3 separate regions of the Sus scrofa genome follow, and regions 1 and 3 are each linked to region 2. The links are chromatin contacts, called in public HiChIP or PLAC-seq maps. All regions are on one chromosome and are shown on one strand. Each heading gives the region's core, a stretch centred on a gene start, on an enhancer-like site or on the middle of the called end of the contact. The rest is flanking DNA. Distances are from core to core; before and after follow the strand shown.

Evidence for each region. HiChIP or PLAC-seq counts read pairs in DNA pulled down with a chosen protein or histone mark.
Region 1: an H3K27ac HiChIP or PLAC-seq map of alveolar macrophages shows a contact between it and region 2. The contact joins the promoter of CNDP2 here to the promoter of FBXO15 in region 2. A contact is called at or near these places in 2 of 5 promoter capture datasets (fetal liver and fetal skeletal muscle), 1 of 47 Hi-C or Micro-C datasets (fibroblasts) and 2 of 2 datasets of contacts at active chromatin or transcription factors (alveolar macrophages and skeletal muscle).
Region 3: a contact with region 2 is called in an H3K27ac HiChIP or PLAC-seq map of alveolar macrophages. The contact joins the promoter of ZNF407 here to the promoter of FBXO15 in region 2. A contact is called at or near these places in 1 of 5 promoter capture datasets (liver) and 2 of 2 datasets of contacts at active chromatin or transcription factors (alveolar macrophages and skeletal muscle).

Annotation. Positions count from the first base shown.
Region 1 is chr1:149,582,583-149,586,049 of Sscrofa11.1, forward strand. It overlaps CNDP2 (carnosine dipeptidase 2), which reads right to left and starts at 1,737. Exons shown (of 12, transcript NM_001243707.1): 1 at 1,697-1,737.
Region 2 is chr1:149,854,147-149,857,407 of Sscrofa11.1, forward strand. It overlaps FBXO15 (F-box only protein 15), which reads left to right and starts at 1,886. Exons shown (of 10, transcript XM_005659828.3): 1 at 1,886-2,522. The coding sequence starts at 2,395. It overlaps TIMM21 (mitochondrial import inner membrane translocase subunit Tim21), which reads right to left and starts at 1,757. Exons shown (of 6, transcript XM_003353442.5): 1 at 1,127-1,757. The coding sequence starts at 1,424.
Region 3 is chr1:149,515,065-149,518,630 of Sscrofa11.1, forward strand. It overlaps ZNF407 (zinc finger protein 407), which reads right to left and starts at 2,220. Exons shown (of 9, transcript XM_021073780.1): 1 at 1,941-2,220.

The DNA.
Region 1 (3,467 bases), core at 487-2,986, 270 kb before region 2:
GCTTGAGTTTAGTAAAGGCAATCCTCTTCCAACAACCACAACAGAGCATGAAACAGTTAAATATCTCCCTGCCAACTCAGATTGTTTCAGCCTTTTGGAAGACAAGGTTCATAAATGCATACACTGCATAGAAGTCAGATTTTCAATCATAAAGGAAAACCTATTTAGCAGAACAGTATGCTACACCAGATACTCTTCATTTGAGTTCCTGGTCATTACACAGCACAAATTCCATGCTCACTGTGATATATTCTCATTAGCATTATGCTTTTTGCAGCCCAGTTAACCAATCGCCTTCCAGCTAAAGTCAAATATATAGCTATCTAAGTTGAATCTTTAACCAAAGGAGAGTAAACAGAGACTGGATTATTCAGCTCTTCCTGCCACCTCACCAGGTGGAAAAACAACATCTCTGAACTGCTAACTGGGTCAGAGAGGTTAGGCCAGAGCCCCTTTCTCCCTCCCATGCACAGTTATTCCTGTTTCACCAACTGGCCAGTACCAAAGCCATTACAACGGACTACTTTTTTCTGGGGGGCTAAGGTGGGGGGACTTGCACCATGACATGCAGAAGCTCCCAGAATCCCCACCACAGCAATGACTTGAGCCACAGCAGTAACAACGCCAGATACTTAACCTGCTGAGCCAGGAGGGAACTCTAAATGGGGACCACTTTTATATGCCCTGGTGAACCCCATTTATTAGGGTAAAAGCATTGAGTTGGAGTGAACAAAAGCAAACCCTATTGTCTGGAAGTAAACACCAGCCTCACTCCCTTCTTGGAATCTAAGGTTCCTGGGGAGTAAAGTAACTTCAACACTGAAACTCCAGTGAGGGGAAGAAGGGCTGGTGGTACCACCTGGAACCACCCAGCAATCCCTACAAAGATTCTTTCAGTTCTGAGGCTCCATCCTGACCTCCTTAATTCAAGGCACATGCAAAAGTAAAGGGACTCTTGAATGAGGGCTTCAGCTCTGTGTAAAAACCACTGCAACAGGAGTAGGAACCTCTGATTTGCTCAATCTAGAACTTTAATCCCAAACATACAGTTCTACAAAATTATTCCTCACCACCCCTCCCTGCAAACACCAGGGATGACAAAGGCATAAATAAAATCTCCGCCGGGTCGCTGAGTCAGCACCAGGTTCCCGCGCGGGCGAGGGCGGGTCGGAGGCCCAAGGACTCAGGACAGGCCGACGCAGGACCAAGCATCACTCCCGGAGACTGCCTCAGGGCAGCCACGTGCAACCTCCCAGCCTTAAGTGAGGGTGGAGACCCTGACCCCGGGCCTCCGACCCTGAGCGCAGGCCGTCCTGCAACACCAACCTCAGGCCTCCGCCAAAGGTCTCTGCAGCCGAGAGACAGGCTTTAGTTTTCTGCGGGCCTCACTGTTGCGGAGGGCGGGGGTGGGGAGGGGTTGCTCACAGGCGGGTCAGTGTGCGTCCTCCCCGCCGCCGCCCCGGACCCCATTCTGACTGGAGCGGGCCGCATTCTGAGTGGACGCCCTCTTCTCCCGTCAGGGCCGGCCACAGGCCCCTCAGAGCTGGCCTGGTCCCTGGCCCGCCGCGCAGCGACCGGTCTCCCCTGCCTGCCGGGAGGCGGCCTGGACCCCACGCTCCCGGCCTCGGCCCTGCTCCCGCCGCCTGCAGGAACCTCCCTGTCCACAGGGACCTCCTTCCCCGGGAAGGCCGCTCACCAGCCAGCTGCTACAGCTCGGGTTCCGCACCACGTGTCTCGGTCACGCCCCCTGTGCGGGCCCGCCCCGCAGCCGCCCCATCCACCAATCCCAGACCTCGACCGGAGCACTGGCGTATCCCCGCCTCGCCGCCGTGCAGTCCGCCAATCCCGGACCTGGCCGGAAACTGCGCCGCCCCGCCCTCCGCTGTTCGGAGCGCGGCGCCGGCAGGAGGCGAGGCTGAGACCTGGGAGGCCAGGGCTTAAAAGCGCGAGCCCGGCGGCGATCTACTTTGGTCTTCCGCCTTTTGCCTCAACCGTGGGGTTGGAGAGGTAGTGTTTTGTGTGAAGTGGTCCGGGATTGAGGTGCCCACACCCCCCTACCCAGAGTCCCCATTCCCGCGGGTTCCTGAAGCATGTTTTCCTGGTCACACAGGTTTCCGTTTCACGTATCTTTGGCACTTTGTTCACCAAGCCTTCACCGTTACTAAGAGGAATTATTTTAGTATTTAGATCCAGTAATCCTAGGAATTAATGAAGAAAGTAGACCCACCATTTACTTATTGAGCGTCTACTATTTCTCCGAGGGTGTGATTATCTCCTTTAGAGCATCACCCAAAAAATTTGGGAAAGATTTTACCCTTCCCATATTCTATGTTGTTGTTGTAGTTTTAATGACAATTTTATAGTTGGAATGGATGTAGTTCCTCACATCCTGTAAATATTTTTAAATAAGATTACTTAAATTTTTACATGGTTTGTTTTTCCCTTGAAATTCTGTTTTCATCAATATCCGTTGCAGAATTTTTTTTAATTGCAGCATTTCATTTATAAATCATTAAATATCATTTATACTTGATACTATTAATGATACTGTTATACTTTTATACATTTGTACAATATGTATAAAAATTTAAATCAGTATTTACTTTCCTGTAACTAGAAAATTCTGTTAATTTTTTTCTCTTCTAGATTAAATTCTTATTACAATTATTAGTAGTACATGATTGATTAAAAACCACCTACATATATTATACACTTTTGTAAGTAATTTGAATTTATTGGACATATATCCTTCACTCAAATCTATTAGGCTTTAAAAAAATTAGTTCGGCTATCTATAAATGAGATTCTTGATGGAATGAGACTGAATTTGGTGAAAAACATGGCAAAAAGTGATTTAGAGTAAAATCTGTAACACATTACCTGTTTATTAAAATTTTACGGGTATGTGGTGGTACTAAATAAGAGCAAAGAGGAAGCTTGGGTACAAGTAAAAAGTGAATATGCCCACAACATTGTAAATCAATATACTTTAATAAAAGATAAAATTAAAACTGAATATGCATTTACAGTACCTAATAATCATTTGAGAAACGTTAATGAAAATATTTCTCCTGCAAATCTGAATAAAAGTTAAGAAAATGCAAATTTTTATCTTGATGTAGAACCCTTATATTTGAAAATATAATGTTAATTGTCAGCAGATGGAACTTTCTACCTCCTGCCCTTGAAAGAAAGCAAAATATGCAACAGACAGGTGGCCTTGAGTAAGGAGGCATTCTCTAATAGCATACTTTCAAATTGTATTTCAAATTGCCCTTTCGTTTGGAGAATTTTGGCTTTTAAAGAATTAGTACAGAACTTAGAACATGCCTGGCATTGAGTATCTTGATCTCTTCAGGCTGCTATGACAAAAATACCAAAAACTGAGTAGCTTATAAACAACAGAAATTTGTTTCTTCTGATCTGGAGGCTGGAAGTCCAAGATCAAGCTGCTACCAGATTCAGTG
Region 2 (3,261 bases), core at 636-3,135:
ACCCACCAGCTGACTGTCATGTAGAAGGGTCTGGAAACCACCGTTCACATTGTCACAGAACAAGCTGTCCTGAAAGCCATGGGGGCAGCTATGGTAGTGAAGCCAGGGGGAAGCAACCATCACAATGAATGGCTTGGTTTCTCGACCTGAGTCAGTCTTCAGACCTGGAATCCATTTACCCAAGGGAGGCCAACCTCTATCAGGGGGCACCTGAGTAACTATATATGATTCCCCTGGCCCTTCATCAGAGACCTATGCCATTAACTGCATGCTGGGAAAGGGGACTACCCAAACATTTCAAGGTCTGCCAGACAGAGTCTGAGCTGACATCAACCCTAAAGAGTCATTATGGTGGCAATGTGATAAAGAGCCTGGCCTGGAAGAGGTTCATAGCTGGGTCCACCGCCTTCTCTGATAGTCATTTCCCTGATTTCCAATGTAGAAATGGAATGGATATGCGTGGTAATTGGCAACAACAGGCCCTTCTTTACTTCCTTTGGAGGTGGGTTAAGAGCTACTATAATGGGAAAAATCCAATGGAAGCCTCTGAAACTGCCTCCCACTGACCAAGATAGTAAATCAAAAACAGTATCACATCTAAGAGAGAATGGCAGAGACAGTGTTATCAAAGACTAAAGACACAGGGGTGGTTGTTTTAAAAAGCACTGGCCTGGATATTAGAAAACTGAGGATAAGGAAGACTCACATTCAATTTTGAATTGTGTGAAATTGGGCAAATATGCTTCGTACATACTAATGAATACTAACGTCTGAAAGAGTAAATGTGAGACTCAAATGAGATGAAATAACATCTGGGAAATGTACTTATCTATTGTAAAGTATTAAACAACGGTTAAGTTTTACATAGTTCTTTCCACAAGTAAAAGTTGAGAAAAAATTTACAGACACAATTCAACTAAGTTTTATCAAAATCAACTTTCATATTTCAGTTCGAATTTGTGAAAAGACCTGTAGGCTCATATGCTCTAATTCTTAACTGTGTAATGGTTCTACCTTTTAATTTGTGTAAGCTGTTTATGCTCAGCACTGAACTTGTGTAGAAGGGCAGTAGCAGCTCTCGTCACGTTGGCTGAAAGACTGATAGTTACAGGGAATTCCTTTTTACCTTTCTGTGACGTTGAGACGGCAGTATCCCCGCCCTGACTTCTGTGCACAGACACTTGTTTGTCGCTGTCCTCTTTCGCTCTCTGCGTGCTCTGTCCTTGCGTCCAGATGGTCTTCTGGGTGACTCCCCAAATACACCTAGGTCGTACCGTCTTCTGCTCTTGCAGAGCCCACCTCAAACTGGGCACAGTCTTCAAGCAAGCTTTGTTAAGTACAAAGTGTGGCAAAAACAACTGCTTCCCCGAGAAGCTGTGCAGCTTTCCCGTGCACCGTACAGCTCGTAGTAAGGTACAAATCATGTTCACAGAAAGCCGCTCCGCTGAGGGAAGATGCCAGCTAAGATGAGCAAATCTTCACTACCAACTCCACACCCGGCCAGAGGCGGACTTAAGTCCGCATTCACATCGGTAGTTCTGCACTGCGTGTCCGGCAAAAAAAAAAAAACAAGGAGCATAAATCAAGACAAAAAGTCTCCGTAAAGGAGCTGACGTCCACTTTCCCTTCTCTCCGGCCCTCTTTTTACTTGAATTAATGTGCTTTCATTACTTTCTATGCTGACATTCACATTGTCCCCGCCAGGCCTTTGCAAAGTAACCTAGGAAGCCCCTAAGAATCCTGGGAATTGTAGTTTGAGGGCAGCACCCCTCACAGAGTTGCTGCAAGGGCAGTGGCCTTAGGCCTACATCTCCCACAGTCCAAGGCTGCCTCCCAAGCTCCTCTGCGTGGCCGCCTGCGCACACACCGCACGTACTGGGCGCGACAGAAAGGCGAGACCATGTTGGGACGGTGGGCGGGGCTCCCTGCTCTGCGTAGCACAAAACGCACCTAGGAAGGTCAAGTTAGCAATTAGAAACTGCAAGTTCTTACAACCCTCTAAAGAGGGCTATGTAAACTGGGAAGTTCTCGGTGTGACTGTGGCTATGCCTTTCCTTAAGGCCAAGTGTCACAGCCTTTGTATTTGTTTCTCCAAGGAAATCAGACAGGAAGCAGCCGCAAAGTGCCAGAGTCAGCAAGGGGGAGGGGCAAGGGCGTAGCCGCCGTAAAGTCCAGGCGATACACTTGCTAGGCGTCAGGACTTCCAGCAGTTGCTAGAAACCGGGCCCCATACGTTCCTAGAACCACTCCGAGTGGAAAGGCGGTGTGGTTCTTGACCCCGCCCCTCCGTTGCGTACGCACGTCGGGGCGTGCGCTGGCGTCGAGTGGGCGTGACCCTGGGCGGTGCGACGGTAGGAAGGAGGAGGGCGCTGCTGGTGCTCCAGCTGGGTCTCCATGGCGACTGGACGCGGCCGGCTCCTGCAGCAGTACTGGCTCGGCCTCCTGGCTCGGCGCCCGCGGATTGGCGGCGACTTCTGGGCCCCCGGGAGCGCGGGAGAAGCCGCCAGGAGCGCGGGGTTCAGGTGACTCTCGGGGGCCGCGGGCAGGGTACTGCCGGCGGGGGTGTGAGCCCAGGGAGTCCCCCGTAAGGGAAGTTTCTTACTCCCCCGCCTCCCTTTCCTTTGATTTTCATTGGTTCTGCCCCGCTGCTTTTAGCGCGAGAAATGTCTGGAAGGCCGGCGGGAAAAAGTTTCTAAAGCTTGGGAGCTTGGGGCTACCCCAAATAAATTCAAGTAGTGGAGCTTCTCGGGAATATTTTCCCCTCAGTTCATTAAGTTAATGGGCCCTGCCCGAAGCTGGGGCGTGTAAGCCCGAGACCCCGAGCAGCCCTCGGGAGAGGCGCAGCGTTGATGCGCTCCACCTGCGGAGGTAGGTGCGAGCGGCCCCCTCTACGGAACGTGTTCCCGAAGTTGCTTCCTTATTCTGGCACCAGGAATCACATTTTGTCTTTTTCTTGACTTTATATCCTAGAGAAGTAGAATATACTCTTAAAAATGTTTTTTCTCCTGAGCGCGGTTTGTGAATGGAAGGCTCAACCCCTAACCAGATAACTCTTTGTTAGGCAGGTTGGTCTGGGAGCTGCACTTCCGACCTCAAGGCCAGTCTGCTTTCCAAAGCAAACCTAGGAGGGTTGCTTTCTAGACAGACACCCGTTAGTGCTCAGCCCCTAGTCCTTTTCTGCCGTTTTCCTGCCCAGGCGCTAGGGCGGGGCGTATGGTATCAAGTTCTGGTGTCTGGGGGGCTCATCTCTGCTCCATTTCT
Region 3 (3,566 bases), core at 970-3,469, 340 kb before region 2:
AAGAAACAGCTTTAATTTATCCCCCTACTCACAGATTTTTAATCTAGGATTCTTCTGACTACCTGTGATACCTGTGAATAAAGCTCTTCTTAGAGGAACTTTGGGAGGGGTAAGGAGGATGGAGAATCAAATTAGAAAAGTCTGTTTTATAAGGGTTAGGAAGTTCTCTAATAAAACAAAATGAAGTAAAATGGATGTTGGGAAGATGTCCCATCAGTCAAGTGAATACCCACTGATCCTTGAGACCTCACTCAAGTACTATCCTGCAAGCTCTCATCACTCCCACCCCAGTCATGCTACCATATCTCCATTTTGGTACTCAGCAAAAGGCATTATAATTGTTCATGTATCTGTCTCTTCAACGGGCTCTTGAAATCACCTACAGCAATGTTACTCTTTCCTGCACCTCGGATGGTGTCTGGAATGAAGCAGGAACCAGTGTTTGTTGAAATGAAGCCACTGTGCCTTGGTGAACACCAGTGGAATTCTGTTCTATCTTGGAACTTTTATGTAAACCTGAAATTATTCCAAAATGCAGTTTTATTTAAAAAATAAAATAAAAAAGGAACCAGTATCAACTTCTACAGCATTAATCCCAACTACTGTATATGTCATCAAGAAGACATTAGCTACTAGAGAGCCTTGTATTAAATGTTTTTTGGTGGTGACAATAGGAGTTAGCAATTTCACATGTAGCAAACTTGAAGTAGAATGAATAACAAACATTTGAGATCTGAATCTGTAATTTAACTTTGTCCAAATTATTTAATCTGAGTCTCGGTTGGTGAAAAGGTGATAATTCCTACAAGACTGCAATGCTAAATGAAGTATACACAGTGTGTGTGTATATAGATATATATTACATATATTATATATATCAAATAAGCTTTATTAATGATGTTCCAATATACCTCGGTTGCCTTCCCTATTTGGTATTCCAACTGGACTAACACCTCCCTGAAAACAGGTGCACATCGTGACTAGTTCCACCTGCACAAACTTAAAATTTACCCCTCAATCACCATTACTTTACCTATAAAATAAAGAAATACTACATGCGTGTCCATGGATGCCAACCCGGCCAAGATGACCTATTCCAGAATTCCCCCCTTGAAAAATAAATGGGCTTTTCAAAACTCATTGCAACCGAAAGAGGTCAGCAGCTCCTGCCCACCTCCACCAGACTAAACTCCAGAGGCGGGCAAGCGTACACAGGACATGCCCGCTGGCTGGCAGGAGGTGGTAGCCACTGGGGCGAAACCCGCTGCTGCCAACAGCGGTGTGCGGCATCCTGGGATCTCCCTTTAACTGCTTATAGCGGCTGAACCCCAGCGGCCAGGACCCTCCCTTCCAGCCGCGCTGCGATCGGTCACCAGCGTTACAGACTGCCCGCCCGCGTCCTTAACGGAAGAAGGTGCGGGTGGCAGCGGCGAGCCCGCGAAGCTCCGGAGGCCCGGAGAGGGCGGTCGACTGAAGGAAACCACAGCCCAGACCGCCCAGGCCATTAAACCGACACCGCGGCAGCTCCGCGCTCGGGCGTGTACGGTTGGATCGGGGAAAGCCTGGCGGTGAGAAGCTCCCGACTGCAGGCAGGGGCGCGCGGAGTGCGCGGGATCGCAGCCTCCGCGCTGACAGCCGGCCCCGCGGGGAAACCGAGGCCCCGCGCAAGTCCGGGCGGCGGAGCCAGCAGCAGCGGGCGGGAGCGGAGGCCGGGCGGCGGGCGTGTGTCGGGTGAGTCTGGGCGGCGTCGGGAGGGACCGGCCAGCGGGGAGGGGCGGAGGCGGGGGGGAGGGGGGAGGAGGAAGAGCGAAGGGCCCTGGCGGGGCTCCCGGCGCCCAGCCGCCCGGGCCTGGGGCCTCAAGCCACCGCCTCCCGGCCCCGCGCTGACGCTGGACGGTCCCCGCCTCCAAACCCCCCGCCCCGGCCAGAGAATAACTTACCTGTTTGCCGACGGAATCGCTCCTGCTCACCCCTCTGACTGACTCCTCCGGCTCACCGTCTTCCCTCTGGGAGGAAGGGGAGGGACTTCCTGTCTCTCCGCTGAGCGACTTCCGGCGGTTCCGAGGACTTCTTCGCGGACAGAGCGGGGGACGCCATGACCGAAAACCAAGGTCTTGGCTCTGGCTTAGTAGAACCCACGCCTAGGTCCCTTTTTATCTCCCGACTGGCCGGCCGACCTGTGTGCCTGTTGTTTTTAGTCTATCAGCTCTTGGCGGAAGTCACTAGGCTGTGAAACAGGAAGTCCCGCCCCTCCCCAAGAGAGGAAAACGGAAAGCCGAAGAAGTCAACGTAAAGAAATGGAGACGCGCGTCAGGCTCGAAGGCTAGCGGTGTCTGACCTCGAGGGCCAAGTAGGGGTTGCAGGGGGTCCCGAAGAGGATTTCCCCCTGGACAGTGCACTCCTCCCTACCCTAAGCGTCCTCACTCCACCCCCTCGCACGTCCGCCTTAGAGGACCCCGAGGCCTTCGAGGGGCGGGCGGCCGGCTGCCCTCGGCCTTCGCCGGCCCGAGTGGTGCCTGGCGCCTCCGAGGCCCTCATCTACAGGAACCAGGTTTTTCTGCTATGCCAGGCGCGTGCGCAACTCCAGATTATGAAAAAAGTCTGTCGACTGACTCCAAAAAGGGGTCCTTGGTCGCAGGCCTTAGGGAGCCAGGAGCAGAGTCTGATACTAAGGGGAAGGAAAAAAAGCTGACTGGTTCACCAGTTTGGCAAGAAAAGCCGAAAATGCCTGGGTGTTTAAAACGTCCACGCATGGACCGTTTTTATAAACGTTAACGGTACAGCACAAAAATTGTTAGGAAGAAAGTAAGCCGCGACCTGAGGCGTATTAGTCAACGCCCTGACCTGCCCCTTACATGAGATCATTTGCGGACCTTGAGTTTCCAACCATTTCTTTGAAAACTCAAAATCTAGCAAGGAAGACCACACCTCGAAAAGTGCATTGACAAAGAGGTGTAGAGGAGCGGCATTATCCCACCCGGGATCAGATTGTGAAGATACAGCTTGCTGGGAAGTTTTGACTTTATCTTGTAGGTATAGGGAAATGTTTTAAATAATCAGATTTGTATAATTTTAAGTAAATGGAGTTTTTAAGTGATGACCTTATAATGATAGGCTTTCTAGACCAAACCTCTCAAGGACAGTTCCAGCTCACTTCCTTTTAAATCAGAATATTCCGGTGATGATAACACTTTTAATACTGTTTTATAGGGTAATTTTCATAGACATTATCTGGTCGAATTCTTACTGTAACCCACTAGGAAATTGCTGTTTAGAAGATCAAATAGCTATTCCAAGCTTACACCTCTAGTAAAAGTGGAACTTACCTTTAAACTTACAGTGTCAACCTTTTTCCAGCCTACCATGCACCTTTTTTTTTTTTTTGGTTTTGTCTTTTTGCCATTTCTTGGGCCACTCCCACAGCATATGGAGGTTCCCAGGCTAGGGATCGAATCGGAGCTGTAGCTGCCAGCCTACGCCAGAGCCACAGCAACGCAGGATCTGAGCCGCGTCTGCGACCTACACCACAGCTCACGGCAACGCCGGATCGTTAACCCACTGAGCAA